Linked DNA regions of Mus musculus: regions 1, 2, 3, 4, 5 and 6 are each linked to region 7. A link is a contact called in public promoter capture Hi-C data. All regions are on one chromosome and are shown on one strand. The core of a region is the stretch at or near the end of the contact, and the rest is flanking DNA. Distances in the headings are between cores, read along the strand shown. Region 1 holds the start of Dop1b (DOP1 leucine zipper like protein B). Region 2 holds the start of Cldn14 (claudin 14). Region 3 holds the start of Morc3 (microrchidia 3). Region 4 holds the start of Chaf1b (chromatin assembly factor 1, subunit B (p60)). Region 5 overlaps Dop1b (DOP1 leucine zipper like protein B). Region 6 holds the start of Cbr3 (carbonyl reductase 3). Region 7 holds the start of Atp5o (ATP synthase, H+ transporting, mitochondrial F1 complex, O subunit).

Region 1 (3,653 bases), core at 637-3,136, 1.8 Mb after region 7:
CTTGGGGAGGAAGGGTTTGGCTTACTCTTCCATATCATGGTTCACCTTTGAAGGAGTCAGGGCAGGAACTCAAGCAGGGCAGGAACCTGGAGCCAGAAGCTGATGCAGAGGCCATGGAAGGTGCTGCTTACTGGCTTGCTCAGCTTGCTTTTTTTTTTTTTAAGATTTATTTATTATATGTAAGTACACTGTAGCTGTCTTCAGACACCCCAGAAGAAGGCATCAGATCTCATTACGGATGGTTGTGAGCCACCATGTGGTTGCTGGGATTTGAATTCCGGACCGTTGGAAGAGCAATCAGTGCTCTTAACTGATGAGCCATCTCTCCAGCCCTCAGCTTGCTTTTTTATAGAACACAGAACCAAACACAGAAGTGGATGCTCACAGTCAACTATTGGATGGATCACAGGACCCCCAATGGAGGAGCTAGAGAAAGTATCCAAGGAGCTAAAGAGATCTGCAACCCTGTAGGTGCAACATTATGAACTAACCAGTACCCCATAGTTCTTGACTCTAGCTGCATATGTATCAAAAGATGGCCTAGTCGGCCATCACTGGAAAGAGAGGCCCACTGGACAGGCAAACTTTATATGCCCCAGTAGAGGGGAACGCCAGGGCCAAAAAATGGGAATGGGTGGGTAGGGGAGGGTGTGGGAGGGTGTGGGAGACTTTTGGGATAGCATTGGAAATGTAATTGAGGAAAATATGTAATAAAAAAAATAAGAAAAAAAAAAAAAAAGAACACAGAACCACCAGCCCAGGTATGTCTTTACCCACAATGGGCTGGGCCCTCTCCATCAATCACTAATTGAGAAAATAAGGTTTTGTCTGCTTATAGCCAGATCTTATGAAAGTATTTTCTCCATCGAGGTTCTCTCCTTTCAGCTGACTCTAGATTGTGTCAAATTGGCATAAAACTAGCCAGCACTAGATAGCTCTTTCTAAAATTTTCATGGAATAGGCTATCACTGAAATAACCTTAGTCGGTAGAAGGCGCTGTTTCATCTGGCAGCGCTGCTGCTGGCGTCATCAAGACACGGTCAATGTCAGAGTGAATCCTGCCAGCTCCCAGACCCCATCACTCTTCGAGGATGCATGGACACCTTAACCCGGAACCCCCAAGCCTTCTGTTCCTGTTACCTGGGATTCTTCCTGCCTCCACCCCACGATGAAGATTGTGGGTGTGGTCCTGACGCAAAGCCCAAGGGTGCACGACACTGGGAAGGCCCTGCTCCCAGAGTCCGGAAAGCCCAGGGTTTTTTTTTTTTGTTGTTGTTGTTTTTTTTTTTTTCTCTTTTTTTTTTTTTATTAGGTATTTTCCTCATTTACATTTTCAATGCTATCCCAAAGGTTCCCCATACTCAGCCCCCTTCCCCATACCCACCCCCCAAGCCCAGGGTTTTACCTGCCTGTTTATGTGAGACCTTACCCGACTACATCGCAAGGCCACGCCCACCACTGGCCCCCCAAGTTTAGACCAGCCTCCAGCCCCAAAAACCCCGCCCTCAGAGACCCCACCCACCATCGGTCCACTGGCAGCTCCACGCGTCCAGAGCCCCGCCTTGAGCACCGAGGCCCCACCCACTCTGCCAGACCCCTCCCCCAACCCCTCCGCCTCCAAGTCTCCTCTTTCGCTCTCCGCCCTATGTGACTGACCAGGGCGCGGCCCCACGCCGCAGAGGCCAAACCAACCCCGCCACCAAGGCCCCGCCCACACGCCTAGAGTCCCGCCCACGAGGAGAGAGGCGCCGCCATACCGTTAAGGCTCCGCCCCCGTTCACGCGCAACGTCATGACCCCGCCTACAATGGCCCCTCCCAGTCACCGCTAAGGACCCCGCCCCACGCCGAGGGCCTGCCTCCAGGTCCCGCCCCCCGAGGTCCCGCCTTCCGGCCCCGCCCCCAGCCGCCCAGTTCCCGGGAGTGGCGGCAGCTGGGCGGAGGCGCAGCGATACCTCCGCCTTCGAGGTCTCTGCCGAAGCGCAGAGCCGCCTTGTCCCGCAGCCGACGGGCTCCGTCCCACGCCCACCGCCGAGGTCCGCGGCCGCCGGTAAGTGTGGTCCCCGCGGGCCCGGAGCGGCAGAGGCGTAGAGCTCGGGCGGTGGCGCGTCTGCTGCAGTGCGGGTACGGCCGCGCGTGGGTGTGGGCTTCAGACCCGGCCTTCTGCGCCTGGCAGGGTCCGTGCGAGCGGGCCTCGGGCCGCAGGTGGAGGTCGAATGGCCACCGCTGTCAGCCTAGCCGGCCCAGGGCCGTTCTGGAAGCTCAGCCTTTGTTGGGCAGGGCTTCCAGGTTCCCTAATGGTGTCCCAGCAGCCGGCGTGCACCAGCCAGCCTGCCCCTGCGCCGGCGGATAAGCCGCGGAGGAGGTGCTCACCCGGTGACAGCAGTCCCCATCTCGGGAAGCCTGTGTAGGGTTGTTGAGGACACCCCACCTTTAAAAGCTATTCCTGTGAAGTGTCAGGTGTCTTGCTTTTTTTCCCCCCTCTAGTGCTATTTGATCTCAGTGTAAAAGACCGAATTCAAAACTGGGCCAGTTGGTAAAGAGGGTTGATGCGCTGTAGAAGCAGGGACATTATCAGCAAGTAAATAGGAAGGCTGCTGATTGTCGGCTTTTACTGTGTTCATCATACTCCTTCCTTGTAAGCATGTTTACAACCGACTTCCGGATCCAGCAGATGGCTTTTGCGTCTTCACCTGAGCTTAGAAATTAGGAATGGGTAAGGCGAGAGCACTCCTACGAATGCTTTCTGTTTCAAGGTAAAGGTATCGGGTGCACGTGTGCATAGGGCTTTGCGTATTATCTTTTGTAGCCTCCATAGCGCTATCAGCCCACTGAACTGCGGTTGTATCTCACAAAAATAGGTGTTGGAGATGGCTTGTGAGAGGGGCTGTTTAGAGGTTGACCTAGCCATTGTATAACAGAACTGAGCCCGAATCCTATGCCTACCACTAATCCCTAATATCCCCATCTTTCGGCAGTAATGTCCCTTGTGGGACTCCAGTGTGTTTCGTAAGTGAAATCAGTGTAGAGCTGACACAGAAACTGTGTAGTGTTGTAATTCCCCATGCCCGTATTTTGAAGGGGTTCGCTTGAATAACCTCTGAGCTTCTTACCTGTGCAGTTGTGCCAGCATTGGGCCCTCACAGAGAAAGAACTGCACCTGCTGCCTGTTCATACCTGGCTGACAGCCTCCTTGCCAAGGGCAGCCAGGCGCTCTCTGTCATCCTGGACACTCACCGTCTCAGTGATGCAGCTCTTCCTGGCATCATGAGAGTCCACACCTGTGGGCTCCGAGGACTCCTTTGCTGATAGCTTGCCTTCCTCTTTCCTCTCTTGTCCAAACCAGACTCGGATAGCTCTGTGTGTGTGTGTGTGTGTGTGTGTGTGTGTGTGTGTGTGTGAGAGAGAGAGAGAGAGAGAGAGAGAGAGAGAGAGAAGAGAGTGTGTGAGTGTGTATGTGTGTGTGAGAGTGTGTATGTGTGTGTAAGAGAGTGTATGTGAGTATGTGTATGAGAGAGAGTGTGTGAGTGTGTGTGTGTGTGTGAGAGAGAGAGAGTGTATGTGAGTATGTGTATGAGAGTGTGTGAGTGTGTGTGTGAGAGAGAGAGGAGAGAGAGTGTGTGAGTGTGTATGTGTGTGTGAGAGTGTGTATGTG
Region 2 (3,711 bases), core at 1,137-3,636, 2.0 Mb after region 7:
AGCAAGGGAGCGGGCAGCACAGTCAGTCTCTTCCTTCTGACTGTGGGTGTGTCCGTGTGTCCATGTGTCTCATGTCCCTGCTGCAATGGCTCTTCTGCCTCAAACCTCAATGTTTTTTTTTCCCCTTGAATTGCTTTGGTCACAGCAACTAGAAAAGTCGCCAGGACAGTGATATTCTCGTGGCACCCAAGGGAAGATTTCCTTTCCTTTCCTTTCCTTTCCTTTCCTTTCCTTTCCTTTCCTTTCCTTTCCTTTCCTTTCCTTTCCTTTCCTTTCCTTTCCTTTCCTTTCCTTTCCTTTCCTTTCCTTTCTGTGTGTGTGTGTGTGTGTATGTGTGTGTATATGTGTGTATATGTGTGTATGTGTGTATGTGTGTGTATGTGTGTGTGTGTGTGTGTGTGTTCCTGAAGATGTCTCATGAGACATTGATCCCATTGCACAGATAAGAAAGTAAAATACAGTAAGCCTCTACAATTGGTGGATTACAGGCATCCAGATAAGGGCAGAGACGGGCACTGCCTCCTACCCTGAGTGATCACAGGCAAACTGCTCCATCTCCGTGACTCACATTACCACCCTGAGGCAGAGGCTTTCTCGGCTGTGAGTAAGATGCTGAGATAATACAATAAAAACCTGCAAGCCCAGTTTAGAGCACACTGGAAGATTCAGGGAGCACGGGGATGAGGTTTGATCATTTCGATAGATAAGGACAAAGAAGCTCTGAGCTCACAGGCTGTTTCAGATCCAGGTAGAAAGACCTTGGGTCTGGTATCATGGGTGACCCTCTAGTTTGCCAACTTCAAATCTAAACCCAGGACCAAAAAGATTTAGACCTTCAGAAGTATAAGAGTTAAACCTCTCGGTCCCAAATATCTCCCAGGTCTGGAGACCCTCTCAAGATGCTAATCACAATTCTCTTTCTCTTTTGCTCAGGGTCCTGCCTTGGGACTACTATGGCTCCTGCTGAGGATATGGGGCTTAAGATAGTTGAGGGTTTTAAATACAATTGCATAGGATTTTTCCCTCTTTGTGCTATTTTTTACCTTTATTAAGAGACAGCTAAGGGGCTGGAGAGATGGCTCAGCAGGTAAGATCACCGACTGCTCTTCCAGAGGTCCTGAGTTCAAATCCCATCAACCACATGGTGGCTCACAACCATCCGTAATGAGATCTGACGCCCTCTTCTGGTGTGTCTGAAGACAGCTACAGTGTATTTACATATAACAATAACTAAATCTTTGGGCCAAAGCGAGTGGGGCTGGAGCAAGCAGAGGTCCCAGCAATCACATGATGGCTCACAACCATCTGTACAGCGACAGTGTAGTCATATACATAAAATAAATCTTAAAAAAAAAAAAGACAGCCAAAAGACTGGAGAGATGGCCCAGTTAGTAAAGTGTTTGCTGTGTAAACTCAAGGGCCCCAAGTTTGATGCCCAGAACTCACATCAAAAGGCAGGCATGGTGGCCAGAGCTTAAAATCCCAGCACTGGAGAGGTGCTGGGTCCCTGGACTCTCTAGTCAGCTAGCTCACTAACCGGTGATCTCTAGGCTAAGGAGAGAGCCTGTCTCAAACAGTAAGGTGGGAAATACTCAAACACATGATCATACACACACACACACACACACACACACACACACACAGAGAGAGAGAGAGAGAGAGATGATGGGTGGATGGATAGATAGATAGAGGAATCAAGCTCTCGTATCTCCTTCTTATTCCCTCCTCCCAAGTGGCTGTGTTGAGCTTGGGGCTCAGGGGCTTAGGTTGAGGTTCTCATGAGGAAGAGGATGCTCTCAAGGCAGAAGTTATGAACAGTGCTGAACCACGCTGGTTCCCCACAAGGAGTCAGAGCGGCCAGAGACAATGATGGCACCTCCCCAGGTGACAAACAGTCTCCAAGCATCTCCATTCATGTTTGCTCTCAATTGAGACCCAGAAAGCGAAGAGGGAGCTTTGCCCGGATACTGTAGGACCACATCCCTGCCCTCCCTAGGTCCTCAGCAGCTTGGGTGCCCTTTACCCCCAACGTCTTAGGGTCCCCTCCACACCCAGGACCGAGGACCCTTGGAGAACGTTCACTTTCGCCAGGCCACCGACCTGCCTTTCAACTCAACCACCCACACACCTGACAGGCAGGGCCCAGCTTTGGAGATAAATGCCTGCCGGCTGCAGCCACTCCACTCACATACAGAACAGCTCCAGTCCCATCCACCTTGATGCTCTCAGGTAGACCACGGAGACACAGCAAGGACACCACAGTCTTCTGGCTTTGCCTCATTCGCCGAATGGAAGCTCTAAGGCCAGTGTGTTTGAGAGAGAGTTGTCTGGTCAATTACGGTCTCTGAGTCGGGCCTGCGTGGGCACACATGCCCTCTGGTTAGAAGATTAACCAGCCAGTGCGCCCTACAAGGTGGCCCTGCTGAGGCAAACTTTCAAGACCAACCGGAAATGTCCTATCTGCGTTTGGAACAAGAATGCCAGAGATATCTACACACGGCCGTCTAATGGGTCCCTGTGGCTGGTAGGTGAAACCTCATCTCTCCTACCCACTGCTCTGTGTCAGCCTTTTCTGACCTCCCTGCTCTGGCTCTGTTGACTATTGGTCACCAGACTCCTTTGCCGCAGCTGCTGGCCACAGGGACGCATCCCCCGAGCCGTCCACCTGATGGTTGGCCCCATGTGGCTGTGGACTTTTTCCTTGTTGAGCAATTTGCTTTCCCAATCCTGATGAGGGCTGTGAGGGAATTCTGGGAAAGGAGCGACTTCTCTTTCAGGCCATTTTTGCTATAATGGCTGAGGGATGACTCTGTTGCAGTCTGTAGGTAGGAAATGACGCTGAGTAGGTCAAGGGTCGTAGCACTGAATGAGGGATGGTGTAACAGGAGTCGAAGATAAGAGTCAAAAGGAGAAGACAGTCTTCTCAGTAGGTAGGAGATGGCGGCCTGGAGACCTCAAAGTGGCACAGGGACCTGTCCTGGCCGGGAATGCCTGCAGGTCCGTCAGGTGTCTGGAGTGTGATTTTTGGGATGCCAGGGTGTGCTGAGAACCACTGAGTTGTCTTTCTGTTGATTTCATTTGCCCTCTATGCCACTGAACCAAGGTGTCCCATGGCACTCTGCAGTCACGGGAACTTCAGAGGGGACGCTGTAGAAAACTATGTTGGCAGGTGGCCCTGGGCATGGTTGTGCAGAAAGGAAAGGGGTCTCACAATCTTCTTCATGAGAATGTCTCTCAACAAAACCCCTCTCATCAAGCCCTGCCTATCAGCTCCTGGTGGTGCCACCCTGAGAACCAAGGCTTGGCGTGTGGAGACGGCTGGTCCTCGGTGTGGCAAGGTTTTGCCACATATTTTATATATAAATATGAAAGAAGAGATCCAAAAGCATTGAGTTGACAGTAGCTAGGTGTCCGTACCCATGCTCATGAGGAAGGTGTTCTAGGCATACTGTGCCCTCTGTTATGAATGGAAACACCCTCCTCCCATCTGCTCTTCCTGTGGCCAAGAGCCAAATGGAGAACCTGGGAGAATGGGCCACGTTAGGGCTTAAGGTCGTGACTGTGAACTTCTGGCAGTGACCTTGTCTTAGTAAGGGTTTCTATTCCTGCACAAACATCATGACCAAGAAGCAAGTTGGGGAGGAAAGGGTTTATTCGGCTTACACTTCCATGTTGCTGTTCATCACCAAGGAAGTCAGGACTGGAACTCAA
Region 3 (3,501 bases), core at 997-3,496, 1.9 Mb after region 7:
ATAATGATAATTTTAAAAACCCAAAACAACAACAAGCCGAGACCAGGTCTGGAGAAATGGCTCAGAGGTTAAGAGCACTGACTGCTCTTCCAGACGTCCTGAGTTCAATCCCCAGCAGCCACATGGTGGCTCACAACCATCTGTAATGGAATCTGATGTGTGTCTGAAGACAGCGACTGTGTACTCAAATAAATAAATCTTAAAAAAAAAAAAAAGAGTCGATTTCTGAGACATGTCCTGATATGAAGTCATTACGCTAAATTTGATAAACTAGTTGTTAGGCTGGAACCCCTGCTCAGCCCCTGCACAACCTGGGAAACCCTGTCTGCCCTCCTTCCCCTGACCCCGCCCACACAGAGAAAACTCCCCCTGCGATTTAAGAAAAAAACTCCAGACTAACATGTCATCACTCTGACTGGGAGCTGCCCACACACGGGGTCTTTTTGACTATGTATAGGCACAATCCCAGACGTCATCACCCCGCGCACAAGACCCATAAACCCCCTTGCTTTACCCTGGATGTGCGGCTTAGATCACTGAACCCACCCAAGAGCTGCCTCCTAATCAACCTGTCTTTATTTACTTTTAATCTGATCTAAATTGGCCTATATCTGCCTCACCAAGGGAGAGAAAAAGCCTACCACGTGTCACTACATATTTCATGATTTCACTTAAATCCATGCAGAGTTGCATGGTAGTCATTAGGGGCCGAAAGGGGAGAGTGGAAGATGGATGGCTGCATTGACCTCCATTGTGGGAACACACTGAACGCCCCTAATCTGACCTTTAAAAGGTGAAGTTTACGTGTGTTTAACAACAATAAACAAACAAAATACTGCAGGGAGGTGTGGTAGTGATTCACATCTATAATCCCAGGATTTAGGAGATAGAGGCAAGAGGGTCAGGAGTTTGTCAACCTCAAGTACAAAGCAGACCAGCCTGGGTTACAGGAGGCTCTCTTTCAAAAAGAAAAACAAAGCGATTATGTGGATCTCAAGAAAATGTGGCGAGACAGGCTTTCCTCAGCTGCATCCCGTGGGGAATCCTCTTCCCTGATGAACAAGTATTTGTCCCACCCTAGGCACTGTTTTCCCCGCAAAGACAACCAGACTCGGATGAAACAGGAAAACAAGGCTGACCTGCTTGTTAATCCTGTCAACTTGACAAGATTTAGAATCCCCATGGGAACAAACCTCTGGTCAAATCCACAGGGGAGTTTCTAGACTAAGCTATTTGCAGTTCAGTGGAGAATTTGCGCAGCCTGGGCTGCTGACACTCTCTAGGTTGACTGCACGGCTCACTGACCGGCCATCATGGTTCAACTGTCTTGACAGCCACCTGTTCTGCAAGACTAGACACCAGTTTTGCTTATCTTGTGCCTCTTATTCACTCTTAAAAACAGTGAATACCACAGGTTTTAATTTTACATCCCCTTATTAATTTAAAAGTATTTAAGTTTTTACAAGCCTACAGTTAAAATATGAAGAGAAAACACAGTTGACGTGTAGGAAAAGGAGAGGATCCATCCCATACTGTAGTGTTTAATAGACAGCGGTCTATAATAAAGGATACTAAATTGTTTATCAGCAGAAGATGAACTGAACTTTTTTTCGTTTTGTTTAGTTTTTTTTTGTTTTTGTTGTTTTTTTTTTTTTTTTTTTTTCGAGACAGGGTTTCTCTGTGTAGCCCTGGCTGTCCTGGAACTCACTTTGTAGACCAGGTTGGCCTTGAACTCAGAAATCTGCCTGCCTCTGCTTTCCAAGTGCTGGAATTAAAGGCGTGCGCCACCACTGCCCGTCTGAACTTTTATAAATAAAAATATGACTATCGTTAAGACTGCAGTAAATACTCTTGCAAATCTTTTAACCTTCTCTTTACTTGTACTATTTAGCATCCCTTTCTTGACTAATTTCTACATGCTACTCGCTGCAGTACCGGGCTCCACACACACTGAATTAACGTGTCCGTGCGCTACCACTACCAGGATAAAAGCTGATGATTTTCAGGCAAACCCAAAAAGTAATTATTTTCTTCATTTTGTCCTGTAAGATTCCAGTAACATCATTACCAGCGGCCATGGATTACACTTTTGCAGTGCGATTTTCATCAGAGTTTGCCTAGCTTCTACACATCATTCTTCGCGCCAATCTTCAATCTCAAGGTCCAGCTACGCGAGGCGAGGAGCTCGCGCCCGCCCGCTCACCTACGCATGCGCCCAACGCCTGGGTCCTGCGCGCGCAGCAGGTCAGGCCCGCTCGGGCAAGCCTCTGCTGAGAATCCTAATTCGCCTTTGCCCGAGGCGGAAATGAGTGGGTGTGGCCTGGTGTTGTCGGTTCCGCCCCGGAAGTGGGCGGGGCGTTGAAGCCCGCGGCGGACTCGTAGCCTCCCAGTCGGGCTGCGGCCGAGGCCGGTCCTGGCTTTGTAGCTCACTCAAGATGGCGGCGCAGCCACCCACCGGGATCCGCCTCAGCGCGGTGAGCAGCCGCGAGGGGAGGAGCGGGCCGGGTCCCAGGAGGGCGGGCAGGCGGGCCAGCCAGGAGGTGGCAGTGGGCGGCGGCGACTCAAGGGCTGGCGCGGCGGCCGGGAGGTCGCGGCGGGGCCAAGGGTCCGCCGCCATGTCTCCTCGCTCGGAGGAGCGGCTGTAACGCGCGGCCGGTGCGCTCGCGGCATCTCGGGGCAAGCCGAGGCGGCCTCCCTCCCTCCCTCCGGCTCTGCGGCGCCCGACAGCTGTTGTGGGAGCCGCGCCCTCCGCGACCCGCCCGCCCCGGGAGCAGCCGCCGGGCCTCGTCGGGGCGGCGTGGGCTGCGGTGCAGCGCGGTTCCTGCACGCGTCCGTCCCTGTCGGTCCCGGCTCGGAGGAGCGGAGGCTAGGACTCATCTCCTCCGCTTGCTTGGCATGCCCCTGCCTTTTCGGGCCGAGCCCATTGGTGGCAAACCCTTTGGAGGTGGCTGGGAGTGGTCGCAGAAAAGGACTTACACTTTCGGGTCCAAAACATTGTGGGCGTGGCTTCACCTGATGATTCCTGCAAAGTTTTATTCTCTGCCGGCCCTGAGGTCTTAAGCGGGGAAAGTTACTTCCTTGATGTTTGAAGGATGGCTGCGGTGGCCCATGCCTGGCATCCCCAGCGCTCGGGTGACCGAAGCAGGCAAATTCTAGGACAATTTAGGGAGACAAGGGGAAGTCCTGTCTCAAAGGCAAAAAAAGCGGTACTACTGTGTTATGTAATTTCGTTGGCGAGCGGTAAGGATTTCCGGAGGTTAAAGCACCTCCCGTAGGTGCTCTTCAAGAATGCAGGTCTCCGTCCATTCATTAGGCTACTTCCGTCATTTGGGATGTGATAGCCCCAAGTGTGCATGAAGTGTTACCTAGTTTTATCGCGTCTGCCTTTTTTTTTTTTTGTGAGGTTGAGTATTCTTCACATTTTTTGTTATGTTTTGTTTTAAATTGCCTGTTAGTACGGTTTCCCCCCACACAGTTTATGTGTGTGTGTGTCTTATGCAC
Region 4 (3,555 bases), core at 540-3,039, 2.0 Mb after region 7:
TGTGAGCCACCATGTGGTTGCTGGGATTTGAACTCAGGACCTTCAGAAGATAGTGGCTGAGTAATCTCACCAGCCCAATTTTTTTTTAAAGATTTTTAAATTTTATGTGTGTGAGTTTTGCCTGTATGTATGTGTCTTAGGATTTAATTGCTATGAAGAGACACCATAATCAAGGCAACTCTTATAAGGACAACATTTAATTGGGGCTGGCTGACAGGTTCAGAGTTTCAGTCCATTATCATCAAGGCATGGCAGCATCCAGGCAGGCATGGTGCAGGCAGAGCTGAAGGTTCCACATCTTGATCTGAAGGCTGCTAGGAGAAGACTGGCTTCCGGGCAGCTAGGATGAGGGTCTTATAGCCCATACCCACAGTGACACACCTACTCCAACAAAGCCACACCTTCTAATAGTGCCACTCCTTGGGCAAACCATATACAAGCCATCACAGTATGTATGCATGTGCACCATATGTGTGCCTGGTGCTTTTGGAGGTCAGAAAAGGGTGTTGGGTTAACTGGAACTGTGTCATGATCCACCATGTGGGTTCTGGAAACTGAACCCAGGGCCTTGACCAAAGCAGCCAGTGCTCTTACATGCTGAGTCCTCTCCAGCTCTTGAGATCATTTCTTTATAAAAACCCAACTTTCGCCGGGCAGTGGTGGTGTATGGCTTTAATCTCAACACTTGAGAGGCAGAGACAGGTGAATTTCTGAGTTCGAGGCCAGCCTGGTCTACAGAATGAGTTTCAGGACAGCCAGGGCTGTACAGAGAAACCCTGTCTTGGAAAAAAAAAAAAACAAAAACAAAAACAAAAACAAAAAAAACCTTAACTTTCATATGCTGGCCTGTAAGAAGTCAAAACCATAGGAGACAAGAATCTTTAAAAAATATGTGACATTATTGAGAAGGTCATGGTGGATAAATTAACCATTACATAATTGGAATGGAAGTTCCTACACATTCATGAGGCTGGCCTCAATCTTGCTGTGTAGTTAAGGTTGACCTTGAACTCCTGATCATCTTCCCATTTCCACCTTCAGAGTGTTGGGATTACCATCATAACAACCATTCTAGGCGTCTGTCACATCGCTAAGAGAGGGCGAAGGCATTGCTGTTTTATTGACATTTTGAAACTCCAGAGCCATTTTGAGATATTTGGTGGGGCAGGACAGCTCTCAAATATCCACTGCCTGGGACACTCTTATTTGGTTATATTAGATGAGTCCCAAAGTTTCCCATCTGCCCTATAAGAAATGTTATATATTTTTTGTTTAGTCTTTAGTTCAGGCTGGCCTGGAACTCTCTGTAGCTGAGGATAACCTTCCTCTTAGGGTCCTCTGGAGTGCTGAGATCACCGGCAGGGGCTGGTGACAGAACCGCTGCTGTTGGCTAAGCGTGCAATCAGCTGCCTGCGTCTCTAGTCCCGCTTTTCTTTCTAGACCGTAAATTCCAGGCGGGAAGATCTGTCCGATGAGCATGTGACACTGACGCGTGGTAGGTAGGACGTCTTGCATCTCGGGTTAGCACGTCAAAGCTGGACGAGCCTGGACTCCTCCGAGGCGCGGGAATGGGATTCCCAGTCCCGCCCAACAGGAGCCACGAGCCGCGACAGCCCCGCCCACGAGAAAGAAAAGAGCCCAGAGCTCCGCCCACCGGAAGCCAAGGTGCCGGGAGATTGCTGGCCACTGGGAGGAGGGATGCCCTGGACCCTCCCATTCAGAGACTTTGTCTTGTGACAGCCCCGCCCACGCGGAGGCGGGACGCCCCGGAACTCCGCCCCGAGGAGGCGTGACCGGAGGCGTGGCCTGCGGCGCGCGGGAAGCTGCGGGCTGTGGCGGCCCCGGGTGGACCGAGTTACTGCAGGTAGGTTTGCTGATACCCGGCTTCCGCGCTTCTGACCTGGGTTGGGCTGCAGCTCCTCACCGGGGCCGTGAGTTCTGATCTCAGCGCGGGCGCAGGCAGAAGGCAGTTCGTCCCAGACCACAGTCCCCACCGGGACCGGGACTCGCGCGCCTTCCGCCAGGCCGGGTTGGGCCGCCCGGACCCGCGCCCCTCCCCGTGAACTCCCTCCCTTGCTGCTCCCCGGGATGATAGCCAGTACTCCGGTACCGGTCTCTGGGACCCCACCTCAACACGATGCTCTGTGCTGCCCGTCCTCGCCTCCGTCTGGGGTGTTTGGTTTCTTTCTCTTCCGGAACCGTACACTGGTGGAAGTCTCTCTACCTGCGGGAGCATTTTAGCTGAAGATTGCAGGTGTCTGAGCCGTCGGCGTCGCTAATGGCTTCTGTGCTCTTTCCCCGGCTCGCCCTTCATGTTCCAGGGTCGCTGTTTAACTCTTTGCTAACGTTTCCAGCCTCCCTTTGCCTGGCGGAAACTCTGGAGGATGAAAGTGATCACGTGTGAAATCGCCTGGCACAACAAGGAGCCAGTGTACAGCCTGGACTTCCAGCATGGGGCAACCTGGAAGATCCACAGGCTGGCATCCGCGGGGGTGGACACCGCCGTCAGGGTAAATGGACAGGCGGGAGGATACGGGGAGGTTCTACGCGGAGCTCACGTTTTCATTCCTTTGTTTAAAACTGAAGGCAGCAACTCAAGTCGGGTTGCCACCTAGTCCAGTGTACTAAGTTCTGAGGCCTGGGGAAAGCAAGGAATGCTGAGAAGATTAGCTTTCTTAACATTTGCTACATTGTTTTTGTTTGTTTTGTTTGTTGTTTCAAGACAGGGTTTCTCTGTGTAGCCCTGGCTGTCCTAGAACTCTGTAGACCAGGCTGACCTCGAACCCTCTGACTCCCAAGTGCTGGGAATAAAGGCGTGGGCCACCACGGCCCGGCTATTTGCTACATTGTTACAAGTGGGTTCTCAGTATTTTAGAATACTAAACTAGGAAGAGCTCTGTGGTGCCAGGCATGTATCCCCAATACCCATACGGTACAGATCTGAAGTTTGAGATTCTCAACAGTAGTGAGTTTGAGTCCAGCCTGGGCTAGGTGAGACCTTGTCTCAAAATAGTAATACTGAGCCTAGCTCCTGTGCTCTGTGCTTTGCCCATTTGCTCTAAAGAACTGGAAGAGGGGAATAGCAGGTAAGGGGACTGATGGTGTGCATTTCTGCTAATACTTCCTTTGATTTACAAAGTTTCAAAAAAGAAATTGCATTTTCTGCCAGAAGATAAGTTGTTGTCTCCTGGAAGGGAGTTAGGAGGTGGCTAGTGTGTTTCTGCAATGTATGCTTTGCTGTCGACAGATCTGGAAGTTGGAGAGGGGGCCAGATGGGAAAGCCATTGTGGAATTTCTCTCCAATCTTGCTCGACACACCAAAGCTGTCAATGTTGTACGCTTTTCTCCAACTGGGGAGATTTTAGCATCTGGAGGAGATGGTAAGTATTGTCCTTATTAATCCTTAAACCTGACACGAATCTCCTGTCTAATAATGACATTTGAGCTGGGTTGACATGGACCAGTGATCACAGCATGTTGGAGGCTGAGACAGGAGGACTGAGAGTTCAAGACCAGGCCTGGCTAAATAGTAACAGTCTTTTCAGGGAAAGAGAA
Region 5 (3,738 bases), core at 731-3,230, 1.8 Mb after region 7:
AGGCAGGCGGATTTCTGAGTTCGAGGCCAGCCTGGTCTACAAAGTGAGTTCCAGGACAGCCAGGACTGCACAGAGAAACCCTGTCTGGAAAAACCAAACAAAAAACAACAACAAAAAAAAAAAAAAACAGTCAGAAGACACAACTTATCCAGACCATCAGGGAAGGAAGAGATGGATTGCATGGACTGAAGCCAACAGCTTTAAAGTACAGCTGTCAATCTGCTCTGCTTGGAAGGAAACAAAGTAGTTTGTCTGGGCCAAATTTGAGTGACCATGGTCTGAGAAGACAAAGTGAAGTTATCCTGAGGTCCCACTGTGAAAAGGTTCCATGGTTGTATAGTTACAGGACAGAGGGAAGTCATGAAGCCATGTATTTACAGATTCAAAGGAGCTAGGGCTTGTCTGCTCCAGTTCAGATGTCATCTGTATGGAATTGCCAGCTGTGGGGCCGGAGACTTGAGTTCAAGGCTGGTGGGTCAGATCCAGCGGCTGACTTACTTACCTGCCTGTTATAGGAGCTAAAGCGAGCTCCAGGTGACGGCCTCCTTCTCAGCCTCTGTCCCTCCCTCTGAGGTGAGTCTTTAGTTCTCAGGGGCAGGAGCATGGAGTGGCAGGATTGAACTAGGGAACTCATGACAGGTCTGGCAAGATTCCACCTCACCATCTAAGAGTCCTTATCAAGACCACCTTTAGTCATGCACACGAACTGTACACATATGGACTGCACACACATGGACTACACATATATGAACTCAGAGTCACAGTAAAGAGACTTGAGAGGCGATTAGAGAATCAGCCTTGAGGCACAAGGTCCAAGGACACAGACAGCTCCCTTCCACATTTGTTGGAGCTCTGTTGGTTGATTGTCAACCTTCACCTGTCGCTGTACCTAGACCTTAAAGTAGGCGGGCCAGGAAGTGGGACTAGGAAATAGCCCTTCCTGGGGGCCCTTGTCAGGCTAGCTCTACTTCCTTAGATGCCAGGGCTGCGCCCTGGAGACAGCACATGCACAGTACAACCAGTGGGCCTCTTTAGGTTGTGTTTTTCAAGTTACTAGAAAGTCCATAGAAAGCTGTAACTTCTTATTTAGAGGGTGTGAAAAGGGAACCAGATTCTATCCATCTGATTGAAGATTGGTATTTCTCTGGTTATTTTAGTTGAACTTCTATAAATAGCTTCCTAAGAGGAAAAGTTTATTTGGGTGTTTTTTTGTTTTTTTTTTTTCCTCCTGTAACTCCAGCTGGTCAGGACTTAAGGAACTCTGATCTAGGCAGGGCACGCTCCTCCACTAAGGACTAGACCCTTGTTTTGCCAAGAGGCCATTCTGTGCGCTTATGAAGATCCACATTCTTCCTGGTCCGCAAGTTGGGACCTCACAGATATGGTTGTCCAGGTATATGCTAGTGTTGCTAGTGCGTGTTTACACAAGAGTCTTTGGCTCAAACTTATGTCACGTAACCACAGTTCCTGTCAGAAGAGACAGACAACTCGAGGAAGGGAAGACATATGTATCTGCTAATGGCTTCTGAGGCTCTGTCCATTGGCAGGGCCACTCAGCCCATGGTAGCAGCAGGAGCATGTATGGAGACTGTTCATGTCACAGCAGACCAGGAAGAGACCAGGTAGGCCTATCCAGGGGCCAGGATGTGACCTCCAAAGGTCTTCCCCCAGTGTCTCACAGACACCCAAACAGCACTTCACTTTTGGGAACCAGTGTGTGTAACATGGGCCCGTGGGAGGCACTTCAGATTCAAACCTTAGCAGCTGCAGCCCTGTTGAGTTTTCTGTTGAGTTCTTTGATACTCTCCCTTCCTACCCACTTGCAGTGACTGGTGTTGCCTTCTTTACCTTCCTACCAGCCTGCAGTGACTGGTGTTGCCTTCTTTCCCTTCCTTCCCACCTGCAGTGACTCATGTTGCCTTCCTTTTCAGAAGTCTCCCCTGGTGGACATTCCTGTGTTGCAGTTCTGCTATGCTTTCATCCAAAGGTAATGACGTCTCCTGCGTTGGCAGGGACTGTGAGGAATTAGCTAAGTTCAGAGAGCTTAAGTGTCATCACTCCCTCCCACGTGGGCGTGGCCTCAGTATCTGTACTTCTCTGTCTCTGAAGAGCGACATTTTTAAAGTCCACACGCTGCACACTGAAGGCTTTGTGCCAGTGAAGCTTTACCTGAGGCCTTTTAAGTTTTGAAAGGTTCAGGTTTATCTGAACGTGGCTTTAAAAGACCTGCAAGTAGGAAGTGTCAAGGCCCCTGGAGAGAAAGGAGAAGTGGTTTGGTTGACCCAGCTGGATCTAAGTCTGGGCTGTAGCTGCTGTACAGGGATCCCAACGTGCACAAAGCAGGGCCTCTGTTGCTGTACTCCTGTCACAGCTTGCAGAGGGCCATTTGTGTTGGGCTAAGTGAGGGATGGAGGGGCACGTGCACCTCGGGCAGCCATGCCTCCTACCCTGCAATGCCACAGCCTCCCCAAACAGCACCACCATCTGGAGGCCTTGTGCTCGACACCCATCAGGGTTGCTGGGTTCGGGGTTCAGGTTGGGGCTCACAGTAAATAAATGTGACAACCCTCGAAGTCTCCTTGGTTCGCACAGTTAACATCTCAGCTACTCCTCCTCTTCACAGTGTGCAGCCACAGACAGGTAAACTGAGGACTGCCATCCCAGCAGTCACTGGGCTGATTGATGTTAAATTCAAACTAGTGTCAGCCTTCTCTCAGGAGCATCTTTTGCAGTCTTCTGGGCTAGTCATGCCACTCTTTGGGATAGCCAGTGCTACTGTGACACCAGCTGACCTCTGTGGCTTTTAGTGGCTCTGAGCTGCTCAGCAGCTTCAGGGCAGATTTTTATCGTCCTTCTGCTGCAGAGGAGGAGCCACCAAGGTGGAACAAGAGGCAGGAAGGTAGGCACCAGGGTGTGGACCTGGGGCCCTCTGACTGCATCTGTGCTTTAGCAAACTGTACTGCAGTGCCTGGCTGCACAGCCGAGATGTCAGCACCCTCCTCGCTGCCGTAGAGGCCTGACCCTCTCGAGAGCTGCCCTGGGCAATGGTCAAATGCGTGTTTCACCTCCCTTCACGCTGCGTCTTTACCACCCATGATGCATGCTGTCCTCAGCGCTGGGCAAGCATGGCCAAGAATGAAAGCTGAGCAGCTGGCCAAGGCTTTCATTTTCCAGACAGTGAAAGGCGGAGTGGCCACATGTCAGAAGCTGCTCCAGGTTCCCCACCTGCAGGTGCTTGCCCCAGGACTGACTCTGAGCTTGCAGAGACTGTAATAAACTAAGCCGGGCAGCCATGAGGCCAGGCAGCTGTGCTGTTCTCCCAGCTGCTTCCCTGCATCTGAAATGTGCTCAGATTTGGTCTTGTTTTTTAAACAGACTGTCCATACCAGACCTGCAGGAGGCCTTCCCTTCCCTCCTGGGCGTCCTGAAGGAGGCTGCGCAGCTGAACCTGGCTCCCCCTGGATACTTTCTGCTTCTCAGGTATAGATTCTCCACATCCACACAGATACAGTGTTTTCTATAGGAGGGATACATTTTATCTTTATTTCTGTAACATTTTGACCAGAAGCTGATTGTCTCTCAACAGCATGTTGAATGACTTTGTGACAAGAACACCCAACCTGGAAAGCAAGAAGGACCAAAAAGACCTGCAGGTGTGTATATGAGACTGTTGGGGAAGGTCCAGTAGTCTGTCATCCTGTAGTCTGTAAGAATGCCACTGTTGCTAATAACCCTTAC
Region 6 (3,791 bases), core at 1,155-3,654, 1.8 Mb after region 7:
TTCATCAGGCTTGGTGACAAGTGCCTTCCCCCTTTGTTTAATAATCACAGAGAACCACACCCTCACCAACAACTTCCTACTTGAGAGGTGTCCTGGTGTCCTATGAAATCCTTGCTGCTGGATGTCCACAACACAGCAATCTCACCAGCCTCAGAGTATGGACTTAACACAGGTCTCCATTTCCCCCCAGGCATTGACATAAAAGCCACAGCTCTCACCCTTTTTGTTTGGTTGGTTTGGGGTTTTGCTTGTTTGTTTTTCCAGGCAAGGTTTCTCTGTGTAACCCTCCCTGGCTGTCCTGGAACTCAATTTGTAGACTAAGCCAACCTTAAAGTCAGAGATCTGCCTGCCCATGCCTTCCAATTGCTGGAAATAAAGGCATGCACCACCACCACCTGCTCTCAGCTCTGATCCTAAAGAAATTTATCCTGGGGGCATTTTGAGTGACCACGGCCTGGAAACACAGAATTAGGATCCCCAATTTATGTTCCAACTCAGAAGCACTTTCCCGAGGGTTTTATAGTTTCCCAGAGGATGTCATGAATCTTTGAAATCCATGGATGGGCACAGCAGAGAGGCAGGTACAGTGAGACGGAGCTGTTCTGTGGGCCCAAGATGCTACCTCAGGACATTCTTAGCTCTCGGATTGCTGGAAGCCAGTGTCCCACCGCGTCAGTAGCATCTAAGAGGCTTTTATTTATTATCACGAGATGTTGGCTCAGATTTGACAAGGAGAAGTTGTTCCAGAAGCTAAACCTAGTCCAAGATACTTAACCTCTGAACCTGCAGAATCCCAGTCTCCCCACAGCAGCCTGTCCTTCAGTCTCTTCAGGCACAGAACTCCTTCCAGGAGTCTTGTAGACAGCCAGGCACAACTTCTTCTCAGGAATTCTCATTCACAAGGATATGCTAGGCAAGTGCTCCATCACCGAACTACACTCTGAACTCCCCACTGGTCTTTAGGAGAGAAAGCAGAAAAAGTTGTCCCGGACTCTGTAAATGTTACTCCCATTGCTGCCTTGATCACATAACCAAAGAAAAAGCGATTTAAGAGCGGGTTTATCCTGGCTCACAGTTCGAGAGTCCAACACTGTGGGGTCCTAACCACATGAGCATAAGACAGATGGTCAAACTGTGTGTGGGGGTTGGGAGGAAGGGGGCGGGGTTCCCGTGTATGCAGAGGTCAGAGGTTGACAAATGTCTTCTGCTATTCATCTCTTCCTGATTCTTTGAGGCAGGGTCTCTCACTTGAACCAGACCTTGCAGACTTGGCTAATCAGCTCGCCTCCGGAAATCCTGCTTCTGGGGTCACACAGCAGCCACACTGCCCCACGTTGTGTGGAGCGGGGATTTGAACTCTAGTCCTCATAACCTTCACCCACGGAGCCAGCTCCACAGCCTTGGCCCAGCTCACTTTCTCCGTTTCATTCAGTCCAGCATCCCAGTCCCTGGAACGGTACTGAGCTTAGGGTGGGCCTCCTACCCCAGTCAGCCTAACTGAGAAACTCCCTCAGAGACAGGCTGAGAGAGAGGTCTGTCTCCTAGATCCTCTCAAGTTAACATCACAGGCAGGCTAGGCCCCCACAGAGCTCACCTTCCTCACCTCATTTGAAACAGAAGGTGGAGTCCGTAATAAGAGGCTAAGGCAGTTTGGCCGGATCAGCTCGGGAAACGCTGAATCACTGTGAGTGAGGACTTAATTGTCCTTCAACCTCACAATCCCTAGCCAAGTAGGATCAGCACAGACTCGATTCCACCCAAGAAGGGAGGAGGTCTGATTGCGTGCCCACACTTAGACACGCCTGGAATTTTGTTCGTAGGTTCAGCATCTCCTTGGGAGATGACTCGCATAGACTGAGACCAATGCAGATCTATCTGCATACCCAGTACACTTGGAATAAACCAAAGACCGGCACTGAGGACTCCCGTACTACTCAAAACAGTTCGATAAACATGAGCCTTCTCTCCCACGTGGGGGCGCACCGAGACCTCCAGCCGCGAGGGCTCGCCCACACCTGTTCAGTCTACTCCCAGGCACTGTTCCCTGAAGTCCCTGAGCAAACCGCGGGGTGTGTTAAGTAATCTCAGAGCGAGTTCCGCAGAAGCAAACATTTGCATTCTGCAGAGAACGACGGGTTCTCGCCCAAGAAAATTACGGAGCATTTGTTTTCCTCCTTTTGAAGTTTCCCCAAAATAGTTGTTTCAATCCGACTGCCACGAGTCCTGCTGACCCCTTCCTTTGGGAGCAGCGCTTGTCCCTGACCACTGCTTAGCTCGGAACCAGGATCTCTACACTGGCCGGCGGGCGGGCGGGCAGGCGAGCGGGAGGAGGCGGACCCTTCGGGAACAGACGGCTCCTCCTCAGAGGGGAGGGACAGGCTTCTCAAGGCCTTGCTCTCTAGCAGTCGCAGCGCCGGGTCCCAGAATCTAGTCCTACGCCACGGTTTTGACCACGCGTGACCCGCTGCCCAGCCGGCCCGGCCATCAGGTGGTCCGTGTGTCCCTCTGACATGTCGTCCTGCAGCCGCGTGGCCCTGGTAACTGGGGCTAACAAAGGCATCGGCTTTGCGATCACGCGTGACCTGTGTCGGAAATTCTCCGGGGACGTGGTGCTCACGGCGCGGGACGAGGCGCGGGGCCGCGCGGCGGTGCAGCAGCTGCAGGCGGAGGGCCTGAGCCCACGCTTCCACCAGCTGGACATCGACGACCCGCAGAGCATCCGTGCGCTGCGCGACTTTCTGCGCAAGGAGTACGGGGGACTTAACGTGCTGGTCAACAACGCGGGCATCGCCTTTAGAAGTAGGTGTGGGGCTCCAGGAGGAGGTGTCCCGGGGTTTTCCGAGGGTGCTGGGCAGTGAGCCTCTGGGATCCGGAGGCTGCGCCATCCCGCCTGGGTGCACCCGGCTCGCGCTCTGCGTGGCGAGTTCCCCCGTGCGGTGACTCGGGTGCGGGCCCGCCCAGGCACCCCACTCCATGCCCGACCCGGCCGGCGGCCTGTGCGGGCCTGTGCTCCGCCGGAGGCCCTCCTTGGAACTTTCAGCTGCGCCTGTTTGGAAGAAAACCGGTCTCTTGGGAGGGGACCACGCCTTGTCAAGCTCATCAGCTTTCTGTCCCACGCACGAAGGCTTTTCTCAGAGAAGGGTCTTCCAAAAAAATAGGGTTGGAGCTTTCGCTTCGCGTGAAACAAGGGCGAATTCATAGATGCCAGTAGATATCTGCTGAGGACAGGAAATGGGTCGCCCGGACACAATTAGCGCCCTGGCACGATAGTGGGTTTCCTACCCGCTTTAATGGAGCGTTTTGAGAGGCTCTGGCAAAAAGGAAGCGAGCTCTGCTTCCCTCCTCCTCGGGGAACTAGGTTTGTTATTAAACTTGCAAGTGCGGTTTGGAAATCATCTTCCTTTAGGGGAAAAAAAACCCAAAAAAACAAAACAAGATCGCTTACTCTAACAAATGTCCAATTAGCAAAATTATCCAGTTGCCATGTGCTGGAACTGAAACAAACATTCCAGCTTCACTGAAAATGCTGAGAGAGCCGGAGACTAACGAGGGAGGGAGACTATTGTGCAGCCGAAAACTCTCCAGTTGGCCCTGGACACCCATAGGCGCCTTGCGTGAGAGCCAAGACACCCTTGTACCCGCACTTCCAAACTCTGGCATGTGGGCTTTGGGGAAGGGGAGGGGCGAGCTCACCACCTCAGCCACTCTCAGCGTTGTCGGATGGAAGGTTTGGTGAATTATGGCCCTGGAGGTTCATACTTAAATGTGGGCCATGTGTATGCAAATCTGAG
Region 7 (3,810 bases), core at 2-2,501:
ACCACAGATGTACTGAAGCTCCGAACCTTTAGAACAAAAGAAAACAGATCAGACAGGGTTTCTGCATTAGCTTAGCAATGTGTTAAAATAATCTAATCAAATACTTGCGCAATTCCTTTCTATCATCACACAGGTTATATGAGTGGGAGCTGCTCTTTGTTATACACTCCCTATTGAGAATCACCCCAAATCCCTCCAGAAACTGCCTTCCCAACACCTTCCTCCCTGGATAGCTGAGAGAGAAAAGCTGCTAACTTCCCAAAGTGGAATTTTTCAAAATAATTAAGAGCTTTATCACATTTGGGAAGAATGCTTTATGAAAGCGGAGGATTTATATTACATCACCTTTGAGAAAAACTTTAATGAACATGAAATGAGTCCAGTCTTAATTCAAGGAAACCTACTTGCTTAGGAACTGAAATGCTATCTAAGACCAAAGATCTCTTGATACAGCACCAGGCTTCAGGCACTGTGTCTGTCACTGGAGCAGCCTGGAATCCAGTTTAAAAAGCGTTTTGCGAGGGCACAGGTCACAGTCATATACTACTCTCTCTAGACTAGAATGTACTCGATTGGAACTGGCTATGAGGGTTAAAAAACTTTCTAACGCCTTAGTAATAATTCTGTATGGTGCAGATGAAAACCATGACGGCTGTCGATACAAAATTATCATGGCAGATGACCCAGGCACGTATTTTTTTCCACCCAATTCCAGGTTCTGCTGGACTTGGCCTGTTGCAAGCTCGCCATCACTCACCAGCTGCCAGCCAAAGGGGAGACGTTTAGCCCTTCCCCCCTTCTTTATAAACACAGGGGATGCGCTTTTCCAACACTCAAAATCCTAAGCAGCAGGCAGCCCTTAGGTTTACCAGCAAGGACAGGCATGTACTCTCCCCAGTGCTCTCTCCCATGCCCTTGCCAGCTGCTCCGCTATGCAGTGAGTCCTGGATGTCAAGGTCAAGACAGAGAAATCCGTGCCCACTCCCCACGGGGACGAAACGCGGATCCGCCCCACGCTGCCTGCAGTCGCCGGGCCCCACGACCCTGGGCGGGCTGCCTGACCCCTCAGCCACGGCCTCACACGCGGCGATGGGAGCCGGGGACCCGCAACCCTGGGAGGGAGCCTCCCGCCAGCTTCTACCTGTCGAGACAGTCCGGACGCTGCAGGCGCGGCCATCTTTTCCCGGGCGGCTGTAGGTCAAACCCAAATGAAAAGAGACTACTGGCGCCAGAGCGCACGCGCGCGCGCCAGCGTGATCGCTCGGCTTTCTGGGAAATGTACGCGTCAGGAGCCCGGGAGTGTGGGTAAGAACCTCTTGCATGCTGGGAGTTGTAGTCCGTACCTGCCGCGGTCCGGCTGGACTCGTGAACCGGAACCAGAAAATTAAGTCTGAAATTAGGTTTAGATTTAAACTCTTTGCACATGCATCGTCAACATCGTTGACTCGTCTTGAACCTGCCAAGTGTGCTTCTGTGGCAATGCTTCAGGCTTTACTTAAAACAAAAACCAAAAGTGAACCTACCCGGGCGCACTTCTTGGCTCTTCTGGCCATATTTTGATTACATAGGACAGTTGACAGGTGTGTTTGTGCTTTTTCTTTTTTTCTTTTTTTAGATTTCTTTATTTACTTCATGTATATGAGTATACTGTAGCTGTACAGATGGTTGTGAGCCTTCATGTGGTTGTTGGGGATTTAATTTTTGTTTTTGGATCTCTGCTCGCTCCAGCCCAAAGATTTATTATTATATTATACATAAGTACACCGTAGCTGTCTTCAGATACACCAGAAGAGGGCGTCAGATCTCATTATCGGTGGTTGTGAGCCACCATGTGGTTGCTGGGATTTGAACTCAGGACCTTCGGAAGAGCAGTTAGTGCTCTTAACTGCTGAGTCATCTTGCCAGCCCGTGTTTGTGCTTTTTATACCCACAGACTCAAAATCTATATATAATTTATCTATATATAATTTACTTTTTAATATGAGGGAAGATGGATACAGAATTATATGGGTTGCAAATACATTCTTTTAGAAATTGTTTTATGTGTTTGAGTGTTTTCCTGCATATATTCACGTGTACCATGTGTGCCTGTTGCCTTAGAGTCCAGAAAAGGACATCTAGTCTCTTGGAGCTGGAGTTAGAGGCAGTTGTGAGGTGCCAGGGGGTACTGAAACTGAGCACAGGTCCTCTGCAGGAGCAGCCAGTGCCCAACCGCTGAGCTGTCTCTCCAACCTCAGAAATACATTTTGTATAAGCAAATTTCTAAATTATGGCACTTTAATAAACATGTCCATAGCTGCAGAATAACCTACTTTGATTCTATAACTTAACCATTCTATGACTTTTCAACATAACTCACGTGGTTTATATTACTTTAATATATTACTTTAATACACATCTGAGTATCTTTAGATATACTTTTTCATAATTTCAAAAGTAGAATTTAAAAGTTGATCGAGCAGCTTGACAAGTGAGCATGAGCACATGGGCACATGAGGCAGAGCTGCTTCTCTTCGGCTTACACTCTCACTAGCTGTGTGTGGATACTTCACTCCACTGCTGCAAAATGCTTTTACGTAAGCCTAATGAAAAGCGTATTCAGCACTGATCACATCTTATGGAACTGCTCATGTGTAGACAGCTGTTTTATATCCCAAGTCTCAACAAGGTATCAAAAAAAAAATCAACCTGTTTGCCTTCACAGGCTGTACTGGTTAGTTTTTCAACTTGACACATACTAGAGATACCTCTGAGAGTTAGACAGAAACCTCAGCTGAGAAACTGCCTCTCCCAGTTGGCCTGTAGGCAAGTCTGGGGACCATTTTCTTGATTAGTGATTGATGTGGGAGGGCCCAGCCCACTGATGGCAGTACCCAATGGCAGGTAGCAAGGGCAGGCGATCCTTGGGTTGTATATAAAGCAGGCTGAGCAAACCCTGAGCGGAAGTCAGAGAGTGGTGAGGAAGCAGGGGCTCTCAGTGGATCTTTGCTTCAGTTACTACCCTCACGTTCCCACTTCTGCTTCTTTGTTGATTCCTCTCTGGGATGAACTGCTACTTGGAAATGAAAGTTGAAACAAACCCTTTCCTTCCCCCAAATCGTCGTGCCCTTCCCCCCCCCCCCCCCCCCCCGCCACGTGTGTAGCTCTGGCTGTCCTGGAACTCTGTAGACATTGAACTCAGAGATCTGCCTCTGCCTCGGATTAAAGGCGTGCACCATCCCTGCCCAGCTTGTTCTGTGTCTTGTCACAGCAAAAGAAGCCAAAGTAGAATAGAAACCTTGTACTCTATGTAAAATCAAACCGCAAGGTTGCATTTTCCTGAAGTATAGCTACATGCAAGTTTACAAGCAATTTGGGTTTCAATAAATGTAATAGAAAATTTAAAAGTCCCAGGCTCAAATACACTCGGGAAATTGTAGACCAACTATTGCACTGTCTTTTATAATAGACTCTAGGTTTACCCTGTGGCAATGCGGTGCCTTCTATTTATTCTGCATCTTCATTCCACTCTAGCTCCATGCATAGCTCTAAAATGGCAGCTGATGGTTGCTTGAATTTCAAGGTTTGAGTTTCAGACAACCCTCAGGTGTAAGTGTGTAACTGTGTCTGTATTTTCTGGGAGGTGAAACAGATTTAGATTGTTTAAATTTTTTTTTTTTTTTTTACATTGTTGCAGTCAAGGCTAATAGAATGAGTCAGACTCGCACAAGGGCAGGGCTACCCTGGGAGAGAAACCCAGATATTTAAGACCGTACCTGTTTCCATCCCGCCCCCCCCATTACCCCCCACCCCCCCCAGGATTTCTCTGTG

The links. Promoter capture Hi-C pulls out the DNA fragments that hold promoters and counts their contacts. Capture Hi-C pulls out chosen DNA fragments and counts their contacts.
Region 1: a promoter capture Hi-C map of embryonic stem cells shows a contact between it and region 7, with 5 times the contacts expected there. The contact joins the promoter of Dop1b here to the promoter of Atp5o in region 7. A contact is called at or near these places in 3 of 39 promoter capture datasets (embryonic stem cells, hippocampal neurons and liver), 2 of 115 datasets of contacts at active chromatin or transcription factors (astrocytes and embryonic stem cells) and 1 of 9 other capture datasets (adipose tissue).
Region 2: a contact with region 7 is called in a promoter capture Hi-C map of liver, with 2.8 times the contacts expected there. The contact joins the promoter of Cldn14 here to the promoter of Atp5o in region 7. A contact is called at or near these places in 1 of 39 promoter capture datasets (liver) and 1 of 115 datasets of contacts at active chromatin or transcription factors (large pre-B cells).
Region 3: a contact with region 7 is called in a promoter capture Hi-C map of liver, with 3 times the contacts expected there. The contact joins the promoter of Morc3 here to the promoter of Atp5o in region 7. A contact is called at or near these places in 3 of 39 promoter capture datasets (hippocampal neurons and liver), 1 of 484 Hi-C or Micro-C datasets (B cells), 3 of 115 datasets of contacts at active chromatin or transcription factors (astrocytes, embryonic stem cells and extraembryonic endoderm stem cells) and 1 of 9 other capture datasets (embryonic stem cells).
Region 4: a contact with region 7 is called in a promoter capture Hi-C map of adipose tissue, with 2.7 times the contacts expected there. The contact joins the promoter of Chaf1b here to the promoter of Atp5o in region 7. A contact is called at or near these places in 1 of 39 promoter capture datasets (liver), 2 of 115 datasets of contacts at active chromatin or transcription factors (embryonic stem cells and microglia) and 2 of 9 other capture datasets (adipose tissue and liver).
Region 5: a promoter capture Hi-C map of liver shows a contact between it and region 7, with 3 times the contacts expected there. The contact joins the enhancer-like site here to the promoter of Atp5o in region 7. A contact is called at or near these places in 4 of 39 promoter capture datasets (the C10 cell line, hippocampal neurons and liver), 1 of 115 datasets of contacts at active chromatin or transcription factors (large pre-B cells) and 1 of 9 other capture datasets (liver).
Region 6: a contact with region 7 is called in a promoter capture Hi-C map of liver, with 6 times the contacts expected there. The contact joins the promoter of Cbr3 here to the promoter of Atp5o in region 7. A contact is called at or near these places in 5 of 39 promoter capture datasets (the C10 cell line, embryonic stem cells, hippocampal neurons and 2 more) and 3 of 115 datasets of contacts at active chromatin or transcription factors (astrocytes, embryonic forebrain and embryonic stem cells).

Annotation. Positions count from the first base shown.
Region 1 is chr16:93,710,021-93,713,673 of GRCm38.p6, forward strand. It overlaps Dop1b (DOP1 leucine zipper like protein B), which reads left to right and starts at 1,887. Exons shown (of 37, transcript NM_027293.1): 1 at 1,887-2,048.
Region 2 is chr16:93,927,181-93,930,891 of GRCm38.p6, forward strand. Cldn14 (claudin 14) reads right to left here and starts at 2,387. Exons shown (of 2, transcript NM_001165925.1): 1 at 2,129-2,387. Gm31012 (a long non-coding RNA gene) reads left to right here and starts at 2,162. Exons shown (of 2, transcript XR_385072.3): 1 at 2,162-2,524.
Region 3 is chr16:93,829,875-93,833,375 of GRCm38.p6, forward strand. Morc3 (microrchidia 3) reads left to right here and starts at 2,247. Exons shown (of 17, transcript NM_001045529.3): 1 at 2,247-2,474. The coding sequence starts at 2,436. It overlaps Gm30881 (a long non-coding RNA gene), which reads right to left and starts at 3,218. Exons shown (of 3, transcript XR_876266.3): 1 at 2,977-3,218.
Region 4 is chr16:93,882,112-93,885,666 of GRCm38.p6, forward strand. It overlaps Chaf1b (chromatin assembly factor 1, subunit B (p60)), which reads left to right and starts at 1,790. Exons shown (of 14, transcript NM_028083.4): 1 at 1,790-1,864; 2 at 2,355-2,510; 3 at 3,248-3,380. The coding sequence starts at 2,385.
Region 5 is chr16:93,778,826-93,782,563 of GRCm38.p6, forward strand. It overlaps Dop1b (DOP1 leucine zipper like protein B), which reads left to right. Exons shown (of 37, transcript NM_027293.1): 24 at 1,932-1,987; 25 at 3,376-3,480; 26 at 3,587-3,653. Among named protein-coding and RNA genes, the nearest start is that of 2310043M15Rik, 14 kb to the right of the region's middle. Within about 2 kb of position 1,981, at least 92 of the 459 cell types and tissues checked have an H3K27ac peak or open chromatin away from gene starts, as enhancers often do.
Region 6 is chr16:93,680,815-93,684,605 of GRCm38.p6, forward strand. Cbr3 (carbonyl reductase 3) reads left to right here and starts at 2,405. Exons shown (of 3, transcript NM_173047.3): 1 at 2,405-2,799. The coding sequence starts at 2,511.
Region 7 is chr16:91,930,379-91,934,188 of GRCm38.p6, forward strand. It overlaps Atp5o (ATP synthase, H+ transporting, mitochondrial F1 complex, O subunit), which reads right to left and starts at 1,252. Exons shown (of 7, transcript NM_138597.2): 1 at 1,142-1,252; 2 at 1-26. The coding sequence starts at 1,177.